7 separate regions of the Mus musculus genome follow, and all the other regions are linked to region 5. Evidence: chromatin contacts called from public Hi-C, HiChIP or PLAC-seq and Micro-C data. All regions are on one chromosome and are shown on one strand. The core of a region is the stretch at or near the end of the contact, and the rest is flanking DNA. Distances in the headings are between cores, read along the strand shown.

Evidence for each region. Hi-C and Micro-C count contacts between places; a contact is called where the count stands out from the background. HiChIP or PLAC-seq counts read pairs in DNA pulled down with a chosen protein or histone mark.
Region 1: a Hi-C map of uterus shows a contact between it and region 5, with 4 times the contacts expected there. The contact joins the promoter of Ube4a here to the promoter of Bcl9l in region 5. A contact is called at or near these places in 1 of 39 promoter capture datasets (hippocampal neurons), 2 of 484 Hi-C or Micro-C datasets (B cells and uterus) and 1 of 115 datasets of contacts at active chromatin or transcription factors (double positive thymocytes).
Region 2: a contact with region 5 is called in an H3K4me3 HiChIP or PLAC-seq map of bone marrow-derived macrophages, with 2.7 times the contacts expected there. The contact joins the promoter of Ift46 here to the promoter of Bcl9l in region 5. A contact is called at or near these places in 9 of 39 promoter capture datasets (the 3T3-L1 cell line, 3T3-L1-derived adipocytes, the C10 cell line and 5 more), 5 of 484 Hi-C or Micro-C datasets (B cells, the G1E-ER4 cell line, Th1 cells and 2 more), 13 of 115 datasets of contacts at active chromatin or transcription factors (the 230-238 cell line, the SCID.adh cell line, acute myeloid leukemia and 8 more) and 4 of 9 other capture datasets (adipose tissue, liver, macrophages and 1 more).
Region 3: a Micro-C map of embryonic stem cells shows a contact between it and region 5, with 3 times the contacts expected there. The contact joins the promoter of Mcam here to the promoter of Bcl9l in region 5. A contact is called at or near these places in 26 of 484 Hi-C or Micro-C datasets (B cells, the Ba/F3 cell line, CD4 T cells and 9 more) and 6 of 115 datasets of contacts at active chromatin or transcription factors (bone marrow-derived macrophages, embryonic stem cells, pancreatic cancer cells and 1 more).
Region 4: a Hi-C map of CD4 T cells shows a contact between it and region 5, with 3 times the contacts expected there. The contact joins the promoter of Cd3d here to the promoter of Bcl9l in region 5. A contact is called at or near these places in 1 of 39 promoter capture datasets (pre-B cells), 3 of 484 Hi-C or Micro-C datasets (CD4 T cells and CD8 T cells), 4 of 115 datasets of contacts at active chromatin or transcription factors (the SCID.adh cell line, pro-B cells, regulatory T cell precursor and 1 more) and 1 of 9 other capture datasets (liver).
Region 6: an H3K27ac HiChIP or PLAC-seq map of microglia shows a contact between it and region 5, with 5 times the contacts expected there. The contact joins the promoter of Atp5l here to the promoter of Bcl9l in region 5. A contact is called at or near these places in 2 of 39 promoter capture datasets (embryonic stem cells and liver), 4 of 115 datasets of contacts at active chromatin or transcription factors (bone marrow-derived macrophages, effector CD8 T cells, extraembryonic endoderm stem cells and 1 more) and 4 of 9 other capture datasets (adipose tissue, liver, macrophages and 1 more).
Region 7: a Micro-C map of embryonic stem cells shows a contact between it and region 5, with 1.7 times the contacts expected there. The contact joins the promoter of Kmt2a here to the promoter of Bcl9l in region 5. A contact is called at or near these places in 2 of 39 promoter capture datasets (liver and pre-B cells), 2 of 484 Hi-C or Micro-C datasets (both in embryonic stem cells), 3 of 115 datasets of contacts at active chromatin or transcription factors (epiblast stem cells, extraembryonic endoderm stem cells and pancreatic cancer cells) and 1 of 9 other capture datasets (adipose tissue).

Annotation. Positions count from the first base shown.
Region 1 is chr9:44,964,005-44,967,135 of GRCm38.p6, reverse strand. It overlaps Ube4a (ubiquitination factor E4A), which reads left to right and starts at 1,536. Exons shown (of 21, transcript NM_001346698.1): 1 at 1,536-1,651.
Region 2 is chr9:44,771,399-44,774,403 of GRCm38.p6, reverse strand. Ift46 (intraflagellar transport 46) reads right to left here and starts at 1,395. Exons shown (of 12, transcript NM_023831.3): 1 at 1,231-1,395; 2 at 620-716.
Region 3 is chr9:44,133,106-44,136,404 of GRCm38.p6, reverse strand. It overlaps Mcam (melanoma cell adhesion molecule), which reads right to left and starts at 1,747. Exons shown (of 16, transcript NM_023061.2): 1 at 1,649-1,747. The coding sequence starts at 1,715. Gm10687 (predicted gene 10687) reads left to right here and starts at 1,920. Exons shown (of 2, transcript NR_152189.1): 1 at 1,920-2,044.
Region 4 is chr9:44,979,846-44,983,240 of GRCm38.p6, reverse strand. It overlaps Cd3d (CD3 antigen, delta polypeptide), which reads right to left and starts at 1,455. Exons shown (of 5, transcript NM_013487.3): 1 at 1,301-1,455. The coding sequence starts at 1,355. It overlaps Cd3g (CD3 antigen, gamma polypeptide), which reads left to right and starts at 2,810. Exons shown (of 7, transcript NM_009850.2): 1 at 2,810-2,975. The coding sequence starts at 2,921.
Region 5 is chr9:44,497,806-44,500,904 of GRCm38.p6, reverse strand. It overlaps Bcl9l (B cell CLL/lymphoma 9-like), which reads right to left and starts at 1,769. Exons shown (of 9, transcript NM_030256.3): 1 at 1,632-1,769; 2 at 1,356-1,457; 3 at 1-160. The coding sequence starts at 1,381.
Region 6 is chr9:44,918,890-44,922,244 of GRCm38.p6, reverse strand. Atp5l (ATP synthase, H+ transporting, mitochondrial F0 complex, subunit G) reads left to right here and starts at 1,503. Exons shown (of 3, transcript NM_013795.5): 1 at 1,503-1,635. The coding sequence starts at 1,584. Gm30934 (a long non-coding RNA gene) reads right to left here and starts at 1,518. Exons shown (of 2, transcript XR_379340.4): 1 at 1,128-1,518; 2 at 1-1,017.
Region 7 is chr9:44,879,929-44,882,994 of GRCm38.p6, reverse strand. Kmt2a (lysine (K)-specific methyltransferase 2A) reads left to right here and starts at 1,706. Exons shown (of 36, transcript NM_001357549.2): 1 at 1,706-2,146. The coding sequence starts at 1,721. Gm39326 (a long non-coding RNA gene) reads right to left here. Exons shown (of 4, transcript XR_870694.3): 2 at 292-3,066.

The DNA.
Region 1 (3,131 bases), core at 287-2,786, 470 kb before region 5:
ACTTCAATATAGCCACATTAACATTTATTTTGTATTATTTTTATTTTGTGTATATGGGTGTTAGGGCTGTTGGTCTATCTTTGCACAATGGGCATGCAGAGCCAATGGAGGCCAGAAGAGGGCATTGTATCCCTGAGAGTGGAGTTAGTGATTCTAGCTGCTAGGTGCATGCTGAAATCTGAACCCTGCCTCCTTTGGAAAGTAAGGCGGTGCTCTTAACCGCTGAGTCATCTCTTCAGCTCAGAGCAATGGCTTTTTACACAACACATAATATTAATCTTTGCCCCAACCTCACTTTCTTAATGGTGACTTTTGAAATGCAAAAGTCTTTTTGATAAATTCCATTTTATAGATTTTGTTGCATTTGGGAGGTCATGTCTAAGACAAGATTGTCTCCTGTCTCATTATTTGTAGGTCATTGTTAGGGATTTGGTCTAGCTTTAACAATAAATGTCACTTAGAATATATGTAAAGTATTAGTAACAAATAAGAATAAAAGATATCATTGAAAAATATCTGAACATGTAATTTTATTAAACTAAATCTCACTTCATAGCAGTTATATAGATATACACTATCAAGTACAGCAAAGAAGTGCCTGGTACTCCTATGCATGTATGCTACCAATCTCTTGCTGAGGTATTGAGCTGTGCCAATATAATTTTTTTTAAGGGGTATCTCAGAATAGGGTAGGGTTTTGGTTGGTTGGATGGTTGGTTTGAAGTAACCCTAGGTTAGTCCAAACTCACTGAATAGCAGAGGATGACTTCGGATGCTCAATTCTCCTGTCTCTATGTACCAAGTGCTAGAATTACAGCATGCCCCACGGTGTCCCACTCACTACAGTTTTAATTTTCATTTTCCTTACTAAAACTAAGAACCAAGGCTGGAGAAATGGCTCAGACGACCCAGATTCAATTCCTAGCACCCACATTGCAGCTCACAACTGTCTGTAACTCCATATCCAGGGAATCTGACACCCTCACACAGACATACATACAGGCAAAACACCAATCAATGCTCATAAATATTTTTCAAAATTAAAAACTAAAAATTAACCAGACTTGTAGGCTGTATACTGTTAGCATTGTATAGATAAATCTAAGACCAACCCAAAATAGCGCGCTGCCTGGCACCTAATACCTGCTCAAAACGTCTTATACATTGTCCTTGTTGGTATTGTTACTGCTTCTAAGCCACAACGAGTGAAACGGCTCCAAAAAGCCATAGGACAGAAGGGAGCGTAAAAAGCAAAAAGTCACAGTCTGTGCAGAGCCCGACACCACAATAGTGTATCTGCCCTCAAGAGATGGATTTCCAAGGTCTAGCTTCATATTCCACAAAACTTCAAAGCACGCAGTCATAGCCAACCCTGCCCCGCCCCGCCCTGCTGCCTAGCCCAATCCCAAAGCCACTTCCGGCCCGCCCCCCACCCTCGCTAGCTGCCAGCAAACGTGCGCATGCGCCTCCTCGGTGTTTTCTCTGTCATTAGCGAAGCCCGACACCGCCCTACTTCCGGCGCGGGGTAAAGACCCAACAGGCTCGGCGCTCAGCGATGATGTCAGCTCCGGTTGCCTTGCTGAGTCGGAAGTAAGAACCTTTTGGTCGCTGTAGCTGTGAGGTGTCGTCGTCCCTGCCCTTTCAGGCTCCGGTAAGAGGCAAGGTATAAGAGGACGAGAGTGTTGAGGCTGCGACCCGGTTTTCTCCTAAGCAATTGCCAGTCAAGGCCCCTGCATGCCTGCTGTTCTCAACTGCTTGCCTGACCCGGGTCCGTCTTGAACTTCGACCCTGTCTAATCTGGAAACCCTTACGGTGCTCCGGCGTCCGGTGGCTCTGCACATTCCCTTCTTCTTTGCCAAGTCCCTGCTAGGAAAGGCCCGAGTGTGGGCTGTGGCTGTCTTTTGACTTATTTTATCTAGGACCTGCGCAGGGTGGGTGGGTCTCCCTGCTGCCTATGAATGTTACTGAACCCCAAAGGATAAAATACGAAGAGTGAACGACAGTGCCAGATGCCAAGGAGACAAAATGAAGCTCGACTCATAGCAATCAAACCAGTAGGGTGCGTGTAGCAAGAGGTTGACTTTTAAAGCGAGTGACGGCTTCCCAGCTGTAGCTCTTTGGATTCTGCTCGAGTTTTTCTTGGTCGAGAAAACATTTCTCAGATTGACCATAGAGTCAGACGTTTTGTGTTTAGTATTGTTCCTTTTAGGATTCTTTTTTGTCTCCTAGAGCAAGAATGGGTTAAGTCTCAATGTCATTGACTTTTTTGGTCCCAGAGACATAAAATGGGGCCCAAGATGAAATGCCAGGGTTTGTTAGAGACGGTTTTGTTTGTTGTGTTGTGTTCTTTTTTTGTTTTCGGACGTGTATGTGCTTCACTTGATGAGATCCTAGCTTGCAGATAAACGTATTGCAAGGATTTTTGTTACGACACCTAATGTAACACTGAAGGTATTTCCAGGTAGACATGTTACTTTGGGAACATTTTTAAATTCCAAAATAGAGACTTTATGGAGTACAATTTAATACAGTGTAATTTGGGCTTGGGGTAGGGAGTTGCTGGGGTTATAAACTAAGCCCTGGTGCATACTAAGTGCTCTAGAACAGAGCTACACCCAACCCCACCTTAGCCATAGAACTTGGCTATAGCAATCTGTTTTTCAGTGTTACCAATAGTTCTACTTTAAAACTGGATTGGACATGATCTTAAAATATCTGTATGCTCTCAGGAGCCAGTAGTGGCCTTAAAGGATTAGCAGCACTCTATATAAGTAGAAGCTTGAGTCAGGAGAAAATGAGAGAATTGTATGGGTCCAATGGTTGACACTTCCTAGAGATGTAGACTTTTGCAGCAGGTATGTAAAGTGAAGTTACTTACTAAAAATGAATCAAATCCAAAAGCCTTGGGGGGGCTGGTAGTTGTGCCATCCCAAAAGCTATCAAGAAAGTGGATGTGTTTCTGTGTGGCAACTGAAAACAAGGAATTTGGGTTTATTATTACTATTACTGTTTCTTTTTAAAGATAATTTTTTTAGTTTTGCTTATGTCTCCATATGTGTTTCTGTATATATGCATGCCATATGTGTGCAGCTGCCCACAAAAGTAAAGGGTATTGGATCCCCAAGAGCTGT
Region 2 (3,005 bases), core at 146-2,645, 270 kb before region 5:
TAAAGCTGGGATGGCAAGTTAAGGGCAAGTGATGAAGCATCTTAATGAATTGTTAGAAACAAAAGCACAGTGAGCCAGGCTGGAGAGATGGCTCAACGATTGAGAGCACTGGCTGATCTTCCAGAGGACCCAGGGTTCAGTTCCCAGCACCCACACTAGAGCAGCTCATTACCATGTGTAACTCCAGTTCAAGGAGATCTGACAACATCCTCTTCTGGTCTCTGAGGGCACCAGGCAGGCAGGTGGTTCACAGAAAAACATGCAAGCAAATAACATACATACACATAAACATTTCTAAAATAGTAATTTAAAAATTAAATTAAATTAAATTTAAATTAAATTAAATTAAAAAATTAAAAAAACCCAAAACACAGCGAACCTGTGCCAGAATCTACTAGCAGTAACAGCGAGTTAAAAATGACAGGGGATAAGTTTGCACTCAAAGATCCCAAAATCTGATGGACTGGTTTCTCCCTCAACTAGTGAGAAAGCAAAATCAGCGCCAAGTTAAAGCAGGAGGTCAACACTTGCTAAGAGCTTGCTGAATACAACCTGAATCCTATCTGCGCCACTTGTTTGAAAATCACCTCCCTTTTTTTTGTCTCTCATCTTCTCTTACCTTGCTGTCCTGGGGTTGGAGTGCTAATACTGGCAACCTCTTCCGAGTCGTTAATCTCTAGACGCTCATCGTATGTCTGGTTCTCAACAATTTTGGTCTAAGCAAAAGGAAATACGATTACATAGCTCCTATCATGGGATATACATCCAGCCTCGGTGCAGAGATGCATTCACCCCGATCCAAGCTTTCCCCCAAAGGAAAGTTTCCTGACCCAAGAGCATTATTTAGCTAGCATTGGCTGGGTGCCAAGAGAAGTGCAGTGGAAAACGGTATCCAACCCTTCCCAGCAGCAACCCAAAAGCTCTACATAAGATGCAGGCAGGGAAGCACAGCATGCACAGCCAGACTGCGGCCGGCCGTCCGTCTCAGGTTTGGTCAGTTTTCGCACAGCTGTTGAGGCTTCTGCCAGAGGTGGAGGGTATGGGGATGGGACAGGATGGTCCTGAGAGAAGGCAAATTCCAGCCTCGGCCCCATCCACTAATCCTCAGAGCATCACCTCTACTTCCGCCCGTTTTGAAGATAGGATCCCACCGGGTTCTCGGAGAGTCAAGGATCCAGGGCAGTTGGTGGGGCGCAGAGAGCAAAGAACGCTGGCGGGAGCACCAATTACCTGTAGCCCCTCTGGATCCGTTTCTTCTATTTGGAAAGAACCCCAGCCGAGGACTGGGGTCTCACTCTCAGGCCCAGCCACTTCAAGGATCCCTAAGTGCAACAAGCCGCCTGTTGTCAGTCGTTAGGGAAAAAGATAAATAAATCAAAACAAAGCGAGAGTCTGAAGGAACGATCGCGAGACGTGCCCCGCCACTGCGCCGCCACCCCGCCCCTCTGCTGCGGCCGGTGGTGGCGGAAGCAGAGACGCGGCGCTGGGATAGAGCGGCCCCGGGCACTAGGCGGTCTAGCAGCCCGCTTATCTATGGTTTCCGCAACTGAGTCGGTTGTGACATCTAGTGGCCAAAGGTGGAAGGCCAGGCTAGTGGATTTCTTTTCTCCAACTAGAAACTGTCATCTCAAAGACAAGGCTCATTTGGCCTACAGTCTCTCCTAGATAGGCCTAATCCACAGTTTAGACACTCTTCAAGGAAAAGTCCAAGCATGTTTAAAAGCCCTTTTATAGCATCTCTGTGGCGCGATAGCCCTTTTCCTCGCGATACCCTATGTCACAGGAGCATACTTTCTCTTCCTTCATCTGAGATTAGGATTTATCTGTGTCCTGTGTTTTTACTTGCTAAAGAAAACTATGAGTCAGGCAAGCTGGTGCATAACTGCTATCCTAGCGCTTTGGAGGTGGAGGTAGAAGGATTAGAAGTTCAAGATCAGACTCAGTAAGTAACTTGGTAAATTTGAGGCCAGCCTGGGCTATTGAGGTCCAGTTTCAAAATTGATAAAAAATAATAATAATAAAATAAAATAAAAAATAACACAGCTGGGCGTGGTGGTGAAAGAGTAGTAAACTCAGTGCTCCAAGGTATGCTAATCATAAAACAGATAGTGACATTCCTCCACCCACCCACTTCCTGAGTTCAAGGAGTATTCATTCAAAGAAAGTCACCCTGACCATTACCGGAAGCTGCAATGCAAATGTGCTATTGTTAGGGGCTCTTAGAAACTGTCTTGAGAGTTAACAATTACCAGGTATTCCTTGTGACACCTGTGACTTTGTACTTCCTTGTGACTCTTACCTGGTATTTTTGGTATTTTCCAACAACGCCCTTCCCACCTCCTTGAGTTGTGGTTTTTCTCCTTTAAATACCCCCTTACTCAGCTACTCGGGGCGCCACAGTCCTCTACCCCTGCGTGGTGTATGACCGTGGGCCCGAGAGCACTCTTGAATAAAAATCCTCTTGCAATTTGCAACAAGACCGTTTTCTCGTTGGTGATTTTGGGGTGTCGCCTCTCCTGAGTCAGAACGTGGGGGAGTCCTCATGTTGTGGGTCTTTCAGTGGCACATGCCTTTAATCCCAGCACTGAGGAGGGAAAGGCAGACGGATCTCTGAATTCTAGGCCAGTCTCATCTACAAAGCGAGTTCCAGGAAAGTCATGGTTATACACAAAGAAACCCTATCTGGAGGCCACACCACCCCCCAAAATAATAAAAGAAAAAAAGAAAAAAAAAAGAAAAGCACACTGTCTATTCTTGCAGAGGTCCTGAGTTCAATTCCCAGCACCCACATCGTCGCTCACAACCCTCTATGAGAGGGATTTGATGCCCTCTTCTGGCCTGCAGATGTACATGCAGCAGGGCACTAACCTATAGTGTTCAGACCTACAATCCCAACTCAGAAAAAGAAAAATGAGAGACTCATACGTGCTTCTTTAAAAAAGAAAATCGATACCTAAAAATTGTACAGAGTTATGGGGCATTTTGTGTTGTTTCTATACATGTGT
Region 3 (3,299 bases), core at 498-2,997, 360 kb after region 5:
GCCTTACCCTCTCCTTACCCTCAACTTCACCAAGCCCACACCCCCAACCTGGGTCAGACCTCTCCCAGTGTAATACGGAGTGAAACACAGACAGAGTGACTGGGTATATCTTAGAAGAAGCTGGTGGAGAGACAGATAAGAGCAACATGGGCTCTGGGCCAAGATGAAGGCCCCTTTGCTCCTGGGCCCCTTCCTAGTCCTGGTGAGCTCAGACTAGGGGAATGTAAGGCATGTGCCAGGCTGGGGCACACAGGCCCCTTTGTGTGCCCCCCCTCCACGAAGACGTCACTATTCTACCCTCTGTCCCCCAAATCCTCTGGAAGACACAGTGAGCCAACTCTAGCCAGAGGCTATGATTTATGTTCCCACAGTAGCATGTCAAGAAACGCTGCAATACAATCTGAAGACCCCATCCAAGTCTAGAGGGGTCAGTCTCCGCCAAGGGTTAGGTCAAAAACCAGAGAGTGGGCAGGAGTGACGTCAGTGGTGCCAGCATGCTGCCAGCTCTTAGAAGAGGTGATGTCACTAAGCACAATCTGCCTGGACCCTGGGATGTCTGGACTGTGTGGCTTCCAGACTGGAGGGAAGGTGGGAATAGCCTTCTACCAACAGCAGGAACTTTGAATCCCTGCTTTCTAAGGGCCAGAAGAGCAGGGCAGAGCGAAACTGAGTTTTCTGTGCTGCGATTGCCTAGCTGGGTTTAGCCCTTTCCCCAGAAATAAGGTCAGTCTGGGAGGCACTAGACTGGAGTACCCCAGGGACGTGGCTGGCACTGGGCAAGAGGCCAGAGAAGTGGGTAATGCCCAGTCCTCCCCTTCCCCAGCCTGACCAGTGGCTGAGACGCGAGAAAGAGCCAAGAATAACACACGACACCGCTGCGTGTGCCCTACAAGGGAAGCCCGGACCCAGGAAAGCATGTCTACTCGATGGCTTAAAGGAAAGCTCCGAGGTGCCAGGCTCTCTCCACCTGACTCTAGTGGACCACAGAAGCTGTTACTGTTGTAGAACTTCTCCATCTGTTGTCTTTCCCCTGTAATCCCGTCAAACCCGGAGGCGCAAGGAGACCCACACCACCCGCTGCCCTTGCCAACGCCCAGCCCCAGCAGGAGCGGCCTCCTCCCTCGCTCACCTCCAAACTGGCGTGAGGCCCAGGCGGAGGGGGAGGGGTCGGCGGCCCCCTCCAGCTAGGGAAACTGCCTTTTCCAGCAACAGGCGGGCGCGGGATGCACGGGTTGGGGATGCGCCCCGGCTGCGCCTCTCTGCCGGGACTCCAGCACCCAGCATCCAGCACCCAGAGCGAACACCTGCGGGAGGCCGGGCCCAGCGTCCTGCAGAAGCTCGGCCCCACCCCTTCCCGCTCGCTGCTGCAGCAACCCGACTAGTCCGTTCCCAGAATACTCTAAAACCTAGGCTGCACACCCGCAAAGAAGTTGCACGCACGCGGGGCGCCTGGAAATCGGGGACTCTGGCAAGAAGGAGCGCCCACTGGGGTGCAGAGCCCCGACTCTACGTTGCTACCAGCTCTGATCTCCGGTACACTCAGGCGGCACAGTCCGGCTCCGTCGAAGACATCCCCAAACTCCCAACGCCTGGGCTCTGAGGGACGCGGGTCGGGCCCCCCACAGCCCCCTCAACATAAAGAACTCACCCGCGGCACGGCGACAGCAGCAGCAGGCAGCGAACAAGAAGACGCACACCAGTTTGGGCAGCCCCATGCTTCCCCGACGGAGGGCGCGAGCCAAGTGAGGAACTCGCCGCTGTCGGGGGCTGACGTCAGGGGGGCGGGGGAGGGGACCCCGGGCGCCGCCCGGCCCCGCCCCGCGTAGCCCCCCGCCCCCTCCCCGCGCCCTAGGGGGCGGGCCCCCGGCGCGCTGGCTGCGAGCTGCTGCTCCCCGATCCAGGCCTAGAGGCTAACTCCCGTTTTCTGGCTTGGAAAGGTTGAAGGAGCAATGACAGGTGTCCTGGGGCTCGAATGACTGGCCGAGGCGGCAGAAGCTGGCCCGGTCGCTGTAGACTCTTGGACGCAGTAGCAGCGCTCGCTCAGGTTTGTCCACTACTAGCGGGGACCCTCTAGCAGAGGAGCAACAGAGAGGTATCCCTGATAGAGGACTCTCAGTCAGGTTCCTCTACCCTGCTGTGGAGGCATGGAGCTGGCCCTGGTCGCCTTCTGGAATGACCGCTTCACTGCGGCGGCTGCCGGCTTGGCACTGTTCCAGAGTCTTCGCTGGCCTGGCAGCCTTGGAGGAAGAACTGTGCCAGGTCCCACAGACCTAGGGGTGCCTGCAAGGGGGCGGGAGAGTTGGAAACGGTGCCTTTTGGGTTATCTTTTCATATTCGAATTCTTGCAAGTCCCTCTTACCCTAGAGAAGGGAGGAAGGGGTCTGAATTCACAAGCCCATGGTCCACGCCCTGACCCAGATAATCCTTTTTGTCTTCTGGTCTCTGTCTCGGTTTCCCTCACCTCAATGAGGAAAAGTTAATACTAACGGATGTGGGAGTCTACAGCCTGTCTCCCAGAAACCTATTACTCTCTCTAATGCTTGAAAGCTGCCTTCCCTACCCACCCCTCAACTCTCTCACGGGGCAACGGCCTCAGGTTACTGAAAGCCTAAGTCTCCCACACAGAAAGGTGCCAGGAGCCCTAGCCTCCATCCTTTCTAATCCCAACTTCTCCCTGGGTCTTCTGGACTCTTAGATTCAAAAAGGCTCTAGCACCAGAGCTTCAGGAAGGGTTTCACCCTTGGCTGGGACTCTCACCAGGGAGGGGTCTGTCACCCCACAGGGAACAAACAGCCTTTCTGCCGCTGCTGGAGAGAGGGAGGAGGGTTGAGGCAGCAAACCCCAGAGATGGCCAGGTGACTTGAGAGGATGCTCTGGGCTGTGTTCTGATGACTCAGATGACTGGCAAATCACATCTACCTCATCACTCAAATCTCATTGACCCTCCTCCCTGGCCATTAGCCTCCAGACAGAGCCATGCCGACTGGCCTCAGGCTTGGGCTCTTGATGGGAGAGAGGAAGAGGGCCCTGCCTCCTCTGCCCTCCAGAGTGAACTGAGGAGCACTGGCCCCTGGCCCCTGGCCCAGAGCAAAATAGGAAGAAAAGCCTGTTCTCTGCAGCGATGGCTAAAGGATGCTGTCTGGCTAGGCAGGGCAAGTGCTGCACCCCCTCCCTGTTTCTTCATTTAACACCATTAACTTATCCTCTTCTCTGGCAGTCTGAAAAGAAAGGCAGCTAACCACCAAGGACAGTCGGTTCTGAATTCTTCCTCTTAGATGGATGCCAGGTGGGGGTTGAAG
Region 4 (3,395 bases), core at 206-2,705, 480 kb before region 5:
GGGTATGCCAGATGCAGGAGCTCTTCACAGCAAACAAAGAAAGTAGTCGTATTTATGAGGCTCTTAGAGAATGTTCTAGAGAGGAATGAGGCCCTGCCCAAGGTCATACACAGTCCAGCCTTAAGCCTGACTTGTTGCTATTTTAAATAGCAGCATAGTAAAATACCCGTATCAGAAAAGAGCAGCTTGTAGACAACTTATACAGAGAACATTAATTGTGCTGAAATTCTCAAACCCTAGCTAGTTTCTGGGTTGAGCGGTTCCTGTCCCTCCTGTGCCCCTATAATTTTTACTGTCTTTGCCATGCTTGCTTAAGGAGAAAGGGCCACCAATATGTATCAAATCTGCTCCTGAGGCTCTAAGTACATCAAGTCTGGTGGGAGAGGTGAAAGGCTGTGGGCACAGTGAGCCTTCCCAGCCCAGAGGGCACTGCCATGCCTTATGTCTACAGCCAGCCTTCCCTGGAGTCTGTGTGTCTCTGAGCTTCATTACTTAGTTACTGATCTGAACAAAAGAGCACCCTCCAGAAAACTCCAAAATGGCTGCCCCTGCCTCTGAAGCAGGAACATATATGAGCATGCTGGAGAAGAGAGGTGTATGTAATTCTTCTCCTCTTAAAGTCCCGTCTTCTTTGGAGTTACGTCCAGTAGAAATCTCTGGTGGCCAGGACAGCTCTTAGAGTAACCATTTGACCCAGTTTTCCTGGGACGGCTGAGCTCTGAGATGTGAGCTTCGCAGTGTTATTTTGGAGTTTGTTTGGTTTGGGTTTTTTGCACTCCTTGAGTCCTACCCCCGTGTTATCTACCCAGCCTGCTTTTCTGTTTTAAAAGCAAACAAACTGAGAAAGAGTTGGCACTTAGGACTTACAGACTTTAATATAACATACCCTCTGCCTGTCCTTCCCATTCAGCTAAAGCTAACTTTTCTCTTAAAGATCGCTTCTAAATTCTGAGCCGAGCCGTGGCTCCGGGTGGTCACATGACCAAGAATCCTACTCCAAGAGGCCATTTGCCTTAGACGATGCAATGGGTATAACTTCATTACTAGTTTTAGGCCTAGGGACATACAATATGGAACCATTTCCTACAAATGTCTGGTCCAAGGAGTTTGGGGACACCATCACGACCAATGTGAGCCTTGACTAGAGCAGGTCAAAGCCGAATGCTTGTTTCCTATGCCCTAGCCTTGCCCTTTTATCTTCCCCAGCTTGGTAAACGAGATGCACTATCCAGTGGACTTCTCCCAGTGACAATGCCCCTCACGGGTCCATCCTCCACACAGCTGAAGAGGCCTCCCTTACCTTGGGGGAGAACAGCAATCAGTATCAGACTAGCCAGAATCCCGCTGTGTTCCATCTTCCAGAGGGAATCATGCAACAAATAGAGGCAAGCCACAGGATGATCAGCCAGGGTTAGCACTATCCTCCGCCAACAGACTCATGGGTATTCAGAAAAAGGAAGAGTGGGGGAGGAACTAGAAGAAATCTGCCTCTCTACCTTCTGCCTTTGATGGTGTAAGACTGTCAAAGCAACAGTGGGCTAGGTGTGGGGTAAAACACAAACAGGTGCAAACTGCTCTTTCTGAAGCAAAGATTTTGGGATGATTGATACAAAGCAGAGACTATGAGGAAAGTTTGTTCAGAATTCTAGGAAGTGTAAGGGAATTTAGAATAGCCTTTCCTGGTAACAAAAAACAAATAGCAATAGTCACTGGTAACAAACAAAGAAGATTTTGGGCTTCCTATGAACAATACAACTACATTTACTCACAAACAAGGAAGTGCCACCTCTTTAGATCCACTGAGAGAAACTATTACACAAGCCACATTAGCAGATCCTCTTGTTTCTGATCAGTCTCAGGACCCTTCACAGGACACTCTGGGACACCACATCAAGCTGCTTCTAGCCAGTGGGAAGATGGACTTGAGAAGCCCTCATCCAGACATCGGAATCCTAGGTCCAGCACATAGTACCCATGCATGGAGTGTCTCAGAGCTTGTCTCCCTCAGCATCACTCTAAGGATTGGGGGAGGAGTGTTTGCATCATGCCAGCCACATTAAGCCATCTCAGTATGAGAGTCTTCTTAACAATATAATCAATCCACTCATTTGTAGAATCGATCCTCCCCAGGAGACAATAGACTTTTCTACCATGTGCTGTGGGGATCTAACTTTCCACACTGCTATAATCAGAAGGTCATCTGTCTGGGGACAAAATTATCCTTTGTGCCTGGAATCACATAGGAATTCTGTGAATTTCTGTTATGCATTGACTGGCTAAAGGAGACAATAGCCTGAGACCCTGGAACTAGCCCAGGGTCATACACCAAGAAATAAGCTAGTTGTCCCGTTGGGATGTTCTCTTCTAGGTGGGTACCACTTAGATGTTCTCAAAAGAACAGTGTCAAAAATCTCTTAAGGAAGGTCTACTCTAAGATGCTTTTCCATTCAGAACTCCAGTCTCATACATGGAAAAGTTCTGCCTAAACCCATGAGTTCTGGGATCAAGTGACAAACAAGTCCAGACCTAGCCAGAAGAACAGGCAGGAACATTCATCACTGTCATCGAGAAAAAGGCTCAGTGGAGTCTTCAACCTATTGCGCATAGAGGTTCTAGTGGTAAAGGGGTTTCCAAGTGGGAATCTAGAACCTCATCCCCTGCCACCTGCTATCCTGCAAGCCTTAACAACAACAAAAGAGAAAACGAGATAAGTCAGAGCATCAACACCCCTGCTGGGGCCCCTGCTGCCCACACTCTACAGGAGAGGGCGGAGACACCTGGTATTGCCTCTACTCAGAGTCCCAGCTCAATGCATGCTGGGTGGAGCCAGGCCAGCTGCTGCACAGGCTGTCTGGGTGGCTGGGTGGCTGGGTGGCTAAGGGACTCTCAATACTTCTACTGGAGAAGCAAAGAGACTGACATGGAGCAGAGGAAGGGTCTGGCTGGCCTCTTCCTGGTGATCTCTCTTCTTCAAGGTAAGAGTTTACTTGAGTCTCTGACCACACTGGGAAGGCTCATGAGAAGAAGCTGTGAGCAGGGAGGCAGAGTTATTGGAATCCTTACCAACCTTGAGCTATCGTCACCTGTCATCTTAGAATTCAAAGAAGGAGAGGCAAAAGTGAAGCCTCCACCAGCTCTGTGCTGGGAAGAACCACGGGTCCAGAGGGCTAAACTGGCTGGAGAGAGGATTTCATTGCCGCCATCTTAGGCTTGAAAGCATCTGAAAAGAGCTGGTGCAGCTGGAGTAACGGCTCAGGCATGAGTTTGCTATGCAAGAGTTCAGTCGCCAGAACCTACTGCAAATGAGGGTGTGTGGCACATTTTTATCGTCTCAGTGGTAGGAAGGCAGAGGCTGATGATGGGTTCCTGAGCTTTCTTGTAGGCCTGCCAGCCAC
Region 5 (3,099 bases), core at 520-3,019:
CACATTCTGGTGCTGGGATTGGGCCCCTCCATTCCCTGTCTTGCCATGATTGGTCAGTTTATTTTCTGGGTGCATTGGCTTGGCTGGGGCAGGGGGGCAGTGGCCCCGAGGGGACAGCGGTGGACTCCCTGGAGCCTCTCTCCTCCTGGGGTGGGGTAACCTGGGGAAAGGGAGGAGAAACAGGAAAGATTAATCCTGCAAGGCATCAGGCATGCCTGGACTTTAGCTCTCTCCTAACAATGCAGGGGGTGGTGAGGTGCTATCTGGAGACCACCTGCTATTCCCTACCTCTGTGCAGTTCCTCAGATAAGAGCAGAGCTCTGTCCACCTGGGGGAGTGGCGATGGAACAGTGTTCCTTATCTTCTAGGCTCAACTCAAATGGAAACCCTGGGCTTTGACTTGGCAGAATCTATCTACCTTCAGCCCCAGGATCCAGCGCTTCCACTAAAGCCCTTTCTCCCTAGCATCTGATGGATTCTTCGCACCTTCTAGGGTTTAAGACTCCTTTCCAAGGCCCCAGACCTCAACTACGCTGTGCCCTGACAACTAGCTGAGAAGGGCCACAGGACCTGTGAGTCACTGCTCAAGCCCGAGCCCTATTCCCTAGGGTACTAGGGAAAGCATAACCGAGAGTGGTACCCACAGGTCCAGAAGACTCCCCAGAGCCTAAGTGGGGAAGGCCTGAAGAGGGTGGGCCAGTAGGCCCTGTCAGCAGGCAGGGATTGGGGGGGGGGGCATGTCAAGCAGACAAGAGTACAGCTTGAAGCCATGGATTCCTGCAGCCTAGGCTGCGGGCCCTTTAAGCTCCAGCCCGCTCCCCCCACCGCCTCCCCCTCCCCGGAGACCTATTAATAGCCGCTGGAAAGATCACATCACGGGAGAGGATATTTATCCCCCCTCATTCCACACCAGCTCAGATTTATTTCAGCTCTGCTGTCCTGCTGCCGCCGCCTGGCCCTGTCTGCCCGCTTCTCCTGGGGAGGAGGGAGGCAGGCACCACCCCCACTCCAGCTCCTACCCCCGACTAGACTGAGGCTGGAGGGCGCCATCACACCCCCAACACTAGGGTAGGATGAGGGTCTGTTCTAACGGTTTTAGAAGGGAAGAAGGGACCAGAAGCAGGCAAAGCTAGCTGCCAGTCTCCTCTGCCCCCTGGGCCCAGGCGCTAAGGCTGGCTGCCAGCTCCTGCCTGGGGCCAGACTTTACCATGCTACTTCCCTTCAACCCACTGGTGGCCAGGAAACCAGGTGCCCGAAGGGCTCCTCTCCAAACAGCTTGGCCCCATCATCATGGGCCCTTCCCTTCCCCACTCTCCATACACACATATATCCCACCCTCCGTGACACCCACACACCTTGTCTTGTTAGCCAGGATCCTCATGGCTCCCACACACAGTGGGGCTACGACCCCTGTGCGTGCCCAGGGCCCAGCCAGGTACTCGGTACTGGAGCAGGGACTGCAGCAACAAGCCCCAAAGAGAAAACTTGTGACTTAGGGAGGGGGTGTGTGAAGGGGAGGGAAAGGGAGAACCCAACGCCCCGGGACTAAGGAACTGGATAGGGTAGGATAGGATTGGAGAGAGAGGACTTCTCAATCCTAAAGACCAGTCCAGTCCCCATCCCTTCCACACCTTGTCCACGGGGAGCTTGCAGTATCGTGCAAGCCCCCCACCCTAGGCACCCCCCTCCAAGGGCTGTAGAGTCAGAATTCACTAATAGGCTTGGTCGCAAAAGTGACGCGTGGGGCGGCTGCGAGGTCTGCTCTGGCCCACTGGGGGACTCCCGCTCCGAGACACGCCCCTCGCCCAGGATTCGGGAATCCCTCACGCCCCGCCCCAGCACTGCGCCCTGTCCCCGGGCGCTGCAGCCTCCCAGGGGCCGGGGTGGGCGCACTGCCCTGCCCCGCCCCCAGCTCCAGGCCTAGCCCGTGCCCATCCCGGCAGGCCCGGGCGGGCAGCGAGAGGCCTGGCGGGGCCCCGAGGCTGCAGCTGGGCTCTTTTGGAGACCAGTAACGCTGGCTCAGATTCCTCCCCGACCGCAAGAATGCAGGAGCCTCCCCTCCCCCCTCCCTTGCACCCCCCCTACCCCGCCCCCTTCGGCAAAGCCCGAGTGTAGAGACAGAGCGAGCTTGGAGCAAGAGAGCCAGCGAGGCAGCGAGCGAGGTTGAGGGAAGCGGACAGGACTGCAGCGTGGATCTCCCGGGTCCACTGGAGGGCGCGCAGACAGACACATGGACAAGTCCTCCAGGGACTAAAAGGGCGCTAGCCGGTTGGGCAGACTGGGCGCACAGAGCTGGGACTTAAGAGACCCACAAGCACCTCTCTGTGACTCACACGCACACTTACATCTCACACGTGGACAGGGAGACAAAGACACGCACGGAGCCCAGGAAACTAGAGACGCTCACGGCCAGCCGACGGAGGTGTGCCCGAGGGACTGGGCAGCGCGAACCAGCCGGAGTCGCCGGGCAGCCTGGGGCACACAGATACCCCGGCCACCCAGCAGAGGGATAGCCGGTGGACTCATTGAACAGATGTGAAGACTGAGACCCAGACACAAGGGAGCCATAGAAAGTTGAGCCCGACAGTCACAAAGAATACACAGAGGGCCACAGAGACACCAACAAGCTGACTTACACAAACACAGACACCTCAAGCAACCGCCCCCTGCTCTGTCCCCTTTCCCCGCCCCCAGCAGAGATCCCGGTAGAAGGTGGGGGAGGGAAGGGGAGGAGTCTTGAGCCCTAGAGGCTCTTCCCGCGACAGGTCCAGCTAGACACACCCGTGTACACTCCAGCTCCCGGCTCAGCTGCTGGAAGCCGGGCTGGAACCTCCAAGCAAGGGGGAAACCTCCCAGGTACTTTGCAGCCGTCTAACCCCTATAGAACACTGGGCTTCCCCACTCCAACTCTGTCTCTGAAAAAGATCCCAAAGTCCTAGGACCTAGTTTGCAGCACACACACACACACACACACACACACACACACACACACACCACAACCAGGAAAGAACAGAAAGGCAGAAGTCACTGAGGAGTCCTGGGGAAATCACCTTGGTCAATAGAGGACCTGCTGTTTAAGTTCTCACCTCCATCCCTGGT
Region 6 (3,355 bases), core at 254-2,753, 420 kb before region 5:
CACCCCGTTTAAGGAAGAGGTCCCACCATTCCCAAACAAACTCCTCTGCCTTCTTTGCTGTCTCCCTGTCCTGGACTCCTGAGCTCCACCTTCCTCTTGGGTTGTCTGACTTATATTCTCTTGCTTCCATATTTCTTCATTGCTGCAATCTGGTTTCTAAGGGTTTGAAACCTTTTCTAGTTAATGTCACAGATGTTCATACTCATAATTAGCTGGCCTGTCTTACCTCGGTCCAGACTGGCCTGTAACTTCCAATCTTCAGGCTCCTGTATGCTGGTATAATGTGGGTTTCAGGTTATCTTTCCTGCTTTAATTTGACTTCACTGTCTAAGGCAGCATGTCTCTCCCTCACTGATTCCTTGATCCCACTTCTAACTTTTCTAACCACCCCATGAATTTTACTTCAGGTTTTTTTTTGTTTTGTTTTAAAAGATGTATTTATTATTATATGTAAGTACACTGTCGCTGTCTTCAGACACACCAGAAGAGGGCATCAGATCTCATCACAGATGGTTGTGAGCCACCATGTGGTTGTTGGGATTTGAACTCCTAACCTAAGCGCAGTCAGTGCTCATAATGCTGAGCCATCTCTCCAGCCCCTCAGTTTTTCTTCTAAAGATTGGGCTTTTCCAGAACTTGTTCTCCTCATCAAATGTTACTTTCCTACATAGTTTTTGGGTTTCCTGGTTTGTTTTTGTTGTTTTCATTCATAATGTCAAAGTTACAGCCTTTGGAATTTGTATATTTTCTTATACACCAAGAATCTCTACGCCTTCCCAGATCAGCACCACGCTTAACCTTATGTTCCTTTGCGTATTTATCTTGCAACTGACTCCTTCTATGACTATTTAGGAATCTTGGTCTCTAAGGGGATAATGCCCAAAGCATGCTTCCACCAAATTACAAAATGCCTGGCACAGTGCAACACCCTCAACACACATGACTTTCTTCCTCTTGTCCGCACAGCTCCTACTGGCTTGTTTGAAAAACCGGATTGGATCCCAATTCTGATACTGGCTGCGGAGGAAAACGGAATTATAAAAAGTCAATTAAAGAAGTCGGTGAATGGGTGAGTCACATAATGTAACGCCTATGTGGCCCCTTAAAGCTCCTATTTGACCTCAGACCTGCTATGCCTTTAAAGCGAACGTATAGGCCCACAAGCATCTTATGAAGCCCTCCAGCCTCGTTTTCCATGTTTTCTGAAAAGCTATAAAACTGCCGCAAGCTAATGTGGCGATCAAGCCAAGAAAACCAATAACGCATGCGCATTTCCCCCACTTCACCGATCTTCCGGACCAACATGAATAGCTGTCCCAAGTAATGCCTGCTCCCTGAGGAATCTCAGGATTCTTCACGTGTTATCGCGCCTCATTTTTTTTTATATCTAGGTTTTTACTTGGAGTGAACAAAGTAAACTGACTAATGAGATGCCACAAACAGGGAATCAATACCTATATGTTTTGAACAGGCACAGAGAGGGGCAGCCTGACCTTGGAAATGGGGAAGGGGTCCTGCCGCGGGTCCTTCCGGGGGTGACATTCAGCCGGCGGTTCGGGGAGACGTACCTTCCACCTTAGACCATGGCCAAGTTCATCCGTAACTTCGCGGAGAAGGCACCGTCGATGGTAGCCGGTGAGCGCAGCCCGGGAGAGGCTCGCGAGGGGAGGGATTGTGCTGCGGCACCAAGGGGCCGTGGGCGTCGGGAGGGCTTCCAGGAGGCCACTGTAAGGCCGCAGCCTCGCCTGGCCTGCCCGCGGCTGCTTAGAGCTCACAAGCTGCAGGGTCCTAGCTCGGCCGGGGAGCGAGTGGGTCGTGTAACTCTGCCCGGCCTCACTCCGCCGCGAACGCCGTGATGCCCCCTTACCGTGCCGGGAGAGTTGGGAAGGGAGGTCGGTAACAGGGGAGAGAGAGGTCACACATCAGACCTCATAGCTGGTCTGCGTCTCAGCGAAGTATTTGAAAGCCATCAGAAATTTTAAAGACGGGTGAGAGATCTTTGAAAGTTATGTTTGCTTACCATCCTGGTTAGAGCCTAGAGAATTCTGCGTCCGATGAAGGGAATTTGGAACGTAGGGGTGAATATCCCCTCCCCAGTCAGCACAGAAAGCGACGCCTGTCAGCAGTCGTCTTCAGAACCTTGGCTTGGCATTCGTGAGGTTGTTTTGTTTGAAAATTCTGATAGACCGCGGTCTCTCAGATAAACACTGAGTAGTTATAAGCCTGAGCAGTATGTTCAATCGATACAGTTCTCTTCTGAGTAGAAAATTACTGTATTTTTGAAGCAGGAGATTAAGTTTACAATTTCTTCTTTTCTGTATTGTATTAAGTGGTTGAAGGTCCTATTTCCAAATGTTCAAATTTGGTTATGAAATGTGAATTGAAGGTGGATTTTTTTTCAAAGATTTATTTATTTTACTTATGTGAGTACACTAGCTGTTTTCAGACACACCAGAGAAGGCCATTGGATCCCATTACAGATGGTTGTGAGTCACCATGTGGTTGCTGGGAATTGAACTCAGCACCTCTGGAAGAGCAGCCAGTGCTCTTATCCGCTGAGCCATCTCTCCAGCCCTCTGAGGTGGAATTTTAAAAACTTGTAATTTTGAGCTTTCCAACCTGTTTGCATATTTAGTAATTCTTTTTTTTCTCCCCTTCATCACCAGCTAGTGAGCTATTTAAACCCTTAAAGTGCCAGCCAGAGTCTATAAATACTGGATTCCTTCCTATGGAACCTGAGGCTGCCAATAGCTGTTTTCCAAAGAATTTCCTTAGTAAAAAATCATTAGGTGATCTGAAGCAACGTACTACAATTTTTACACCAATACAACCAAAAGGCTTTGACGTTTGGACTTTGATGGTTTGAGGTGCTATTTTTAATATTTCGTAGAGAGTATTTTTCCGGCCGTATGACTTTTGCATCTTTTAGGTAGCTTGTATTCAGAAATTTAAAACTGATTTTATTGATGAAATCCAAAATGAAAGACATTATCAAGGTAAACTTTGGTCAAGAAACAACATAAAACCTTTCCACTGTTGTAACTGTAAGATAACTTGTTCTGCCAGAAGTACTGAGACCTGAGGGCTCTGAGGGAACAGAAGGTTACGTAGACTGTGCTCTGCAGCATAGGCTGGGGCTTTTTTTTTTTTAAGATTTATTTATTTATGTATGTGAGTACACTATAGCTGTCTCCAGACACACCAGAAGAGGGCGTCAGATCCTATTACGGATGGTTGTGAGCCACCATGTGATTGCTGGGGATTGAACTCAGGACCTTTGGAAGAGCAGCCATCTCTCCAGCCCAGGCTGGTGTATTAAGTGTGAATGTTAAAGTATTTGATACTGACTACTGAC
Region 7 (3,066 bases), core at 457-2,956, 380 kb before region 5:
ACGATGATCGATCCCGGACGAGTTTGGGGAGTTGGGGCTTGACTATGTCTCCTCCCCTTCTCTGTTCCTTTCCTCGCTCCCCCCCCCCCCTCCCCATTTTCTCCTCAGGCACAGACGTCTCTCCGTAGGAAGGACGTAGATTTTTCAGCACCAGGAGGCCGTGGACCTCTGGAGGCGTGCAGTACACCCTCCAGTGGGCTGGAGCTGGTTGCTACCTGCCTTACTATGAACCACCCTGTCGTTCCCAAATCTGCCACCCGGGGAGGTCCTGGTTAGAGCAGCGCCGGGTACCGGTGCGGGAGACCTGGACGGCTGCATGACCTTCCTGCGAACTCCACCTCGGCTGGGGGTTGGGGGAGATGGAGGCTGCTCCGGGTCTGCAGGCAGTGTATCGATCCCTAAGCCTCAGCCAAGGCAAATTCTTCGGGCAGCAATCTCTCCCTCCCTCCTTGGCTTTTCCATCCCCGCAGGCTTCTAACGCCTCGCTGGAGGCGCCGTCTCCCATTTCCTGCAATAAAGTAAATCCCGTGGATATTCACCCCACCATCAACCCCCGGCACTGCCCTACCCCTCTTCCCTCCCTCTCGGCTTGCTAACCCTGTGTATCATAATGCCCTACGCCGGGCTTCAAACCCCCCCCCTCCCAATCATGAGAAATGTGCTGGCGAGCCCCCTCCCTCCGTGTGCATACATTAGGGTCTGCTTTGCATGCAGCGGCAGGCTGGAAGCGGAGGAAGAAGGGGCGGGGCGCCTTTGCCCGCCTCTTCCCTCCAGGCCCTGTCCGTTAGCCACCCAGTTTCAGCTCCGTTGTAACGCCAGGTCGTTTGCGGAGCGCACGCTGTGGCTCCAACGCCTGGACTGGGAAAACACACCCCAACTCCGGAGAAGGGCACGGAAACCAGAAGCCCCTCACCTCCCTCCAGCGCACAGTGGAGCGAGGAGGTGGCAGAGGCCGACCACACGGTTGTGTGGATTTTGGAAAGAGCTCCAAGCGTGAAGATGGGAGGGGCTCCTCTTTTATTGGATTTTATTTTTTTAAGGCGCGTTCGCCGAGAGCCTTGCCATTTTGCATAGAATCAATTGGGCGACGCTTGGGTTTTGCATGGAGTACAATGGAGCTTTCTGGATTCTAGAAGCGTTCCATAAGGGCTAAGCCCGCCGCTCTCCAAAGCGGCGGAGAAGGCTCGCTCCTCCGGGGACCCAGCAGCCGCGCCGCACTGGAAGCGGTTCTCCTGGGCCGCTCAAGTCCCTGCGCGTCCCGGGAACGTGTGTAATCGGCTTCTCGGCTCTCTCGGCTGCGGGCCACCCGCTCCCTCCGCCTCCATCCTCCCGCCGCCCTCGCCCCCTCCCCCCTCTCCCCGGAACCCGCCTCCGCTCCGGGCTCCAGGGCTTCCTTCCCCCCCTCATCTTCCCTGGCGCTGCCGCTCCCGGAGGGCGGGGCATGCACTTATCCAGGTTGCCGGGCGGGAGGAGCCGGGCCCGGGGCTCGGCATAGAGCAGCGGCCTCCGGGCGGCGGAGGCGGAGGCCAGAGGCTCATATGCAGATTGCAGGGCAGGCGGGCGCCACCCGGCGCTCGGCATAGCGGGCCGCGGGGTACGGCCATCTGGGCGGCGCCAGGCGGGTTAGGCAGGTTCCGGGGCCCGCCGCTCCCCCCCCTCCGCCTCCCCGCCCCCCTGTGTTGTCGCCTCTCCCTCTCGCTGCTTCACTTACGGGGCGAACATGGCGCACAGCTGTCGGTGGCGCTTCCCCGCCCGACCCGGGACCACCGGGGGCGGCGGCGGCGGGGGGCGCCGGGGCCTAGGGGGCGCCCCGCGGCAACGCGTCCCGGCCTTGCTGCTTCCCCCCGGGCCCCAGGCCGGCGGTGGCGGCCCCGGGGCGCCCCCCTCCCCCCCGGCGGTGGCGGCGGCGGCGGCGGGAAGCAGCGGGGCTGGGGTTCCAGGGGGAGCGGCCGCCGCCTCAGCAGCCTCTTCGTCGTCCGCCTCGTCTTCGTCTTCGTCATCGTCCTCAGCCTCCTCAGGGCCGGCCCTGCTCCGGGTGGGCCCGGGCTTCGACGCGGCGCTGCAGGTCTCGGCCGCCATCGGCACCAACCTGCGCCGGTTCCGGGCAGTGTTTGGGGAGAGCGGCGGGGGAGGCGGCAGCGGAGAGGTAAGGGGGCGAGGAACCCCAAGGTCCGGGGTCTCGACCCTCTGAAGAACCCCTCCCCTCCCCCATGCAGGTCTGAGGAGCATCCCAATTCTGGAAACATCCTGGGGTCCCTAACGTGGGGCAAATGGCCCTCCCATCTCAGGACCCCCGTTATGGGCTGCAGACCCCCAGGCGCCCTTACCCGAGGGCTCAGACCCTTCTAGTTGAGGGCCTTTAGCCCCCGTCCCGCCTTCTTCCCCTGGACCCTTCCCCAAATCCCTTGGCACAGACCCCCTTGCGGGGGTTTCCCATCCCGGGACTGAACCCCTCCTCCCTTTCACAGATTACCTCATCCGAGCCAGATTCCTCCCTCCCTCTGCCAGAGACCTGATCCCGCCACATCTCCGCCTCCTTCCCTGGGCAGATGTGTTACTCCTAGGGCAGTCTTCCCCCTTGGACATCTCTCGGGTGGTGGCTTCATCCAGAGCCAGGTTCTTATCCTGGCCCTTGGGAAATCCAGGTCCCTTCCTGCACCTTGCTTCTGAAAACCTGACCAACCCTCCCTCCCTCCCCAGCCAGGTCTTCACCTTGCCAGTCACTCCCCCTTGTCTCACCTCTACCACCAGCCCACTCCCACCTCCTGCACACCAGGCCTCCTCGTTCCGCCCTACCCCTCGGGGAAAGCTTTCTCTCTACCTTGTCGTTCTCATCTCTCCTGCGAAGATAACAGTGCTCTCCCCAGCGTTGTCTCTTTCCTCATCTTCCAGGGCTACGTTTCCTAGGCTGCTGGTGTCAGGGATTTACCTCCAACTCCACCCCTTTCCCTCCTTTAGAGGAAGGACCAGAGGTGTGTTCGAGGGAAAATGGTCCAGTGTTCCCCTAGGCTTGGAGCAGAGCTACTTTCTAGCATTCTCCTTGAGAGGAGCAGGGTTTCTCTCCAG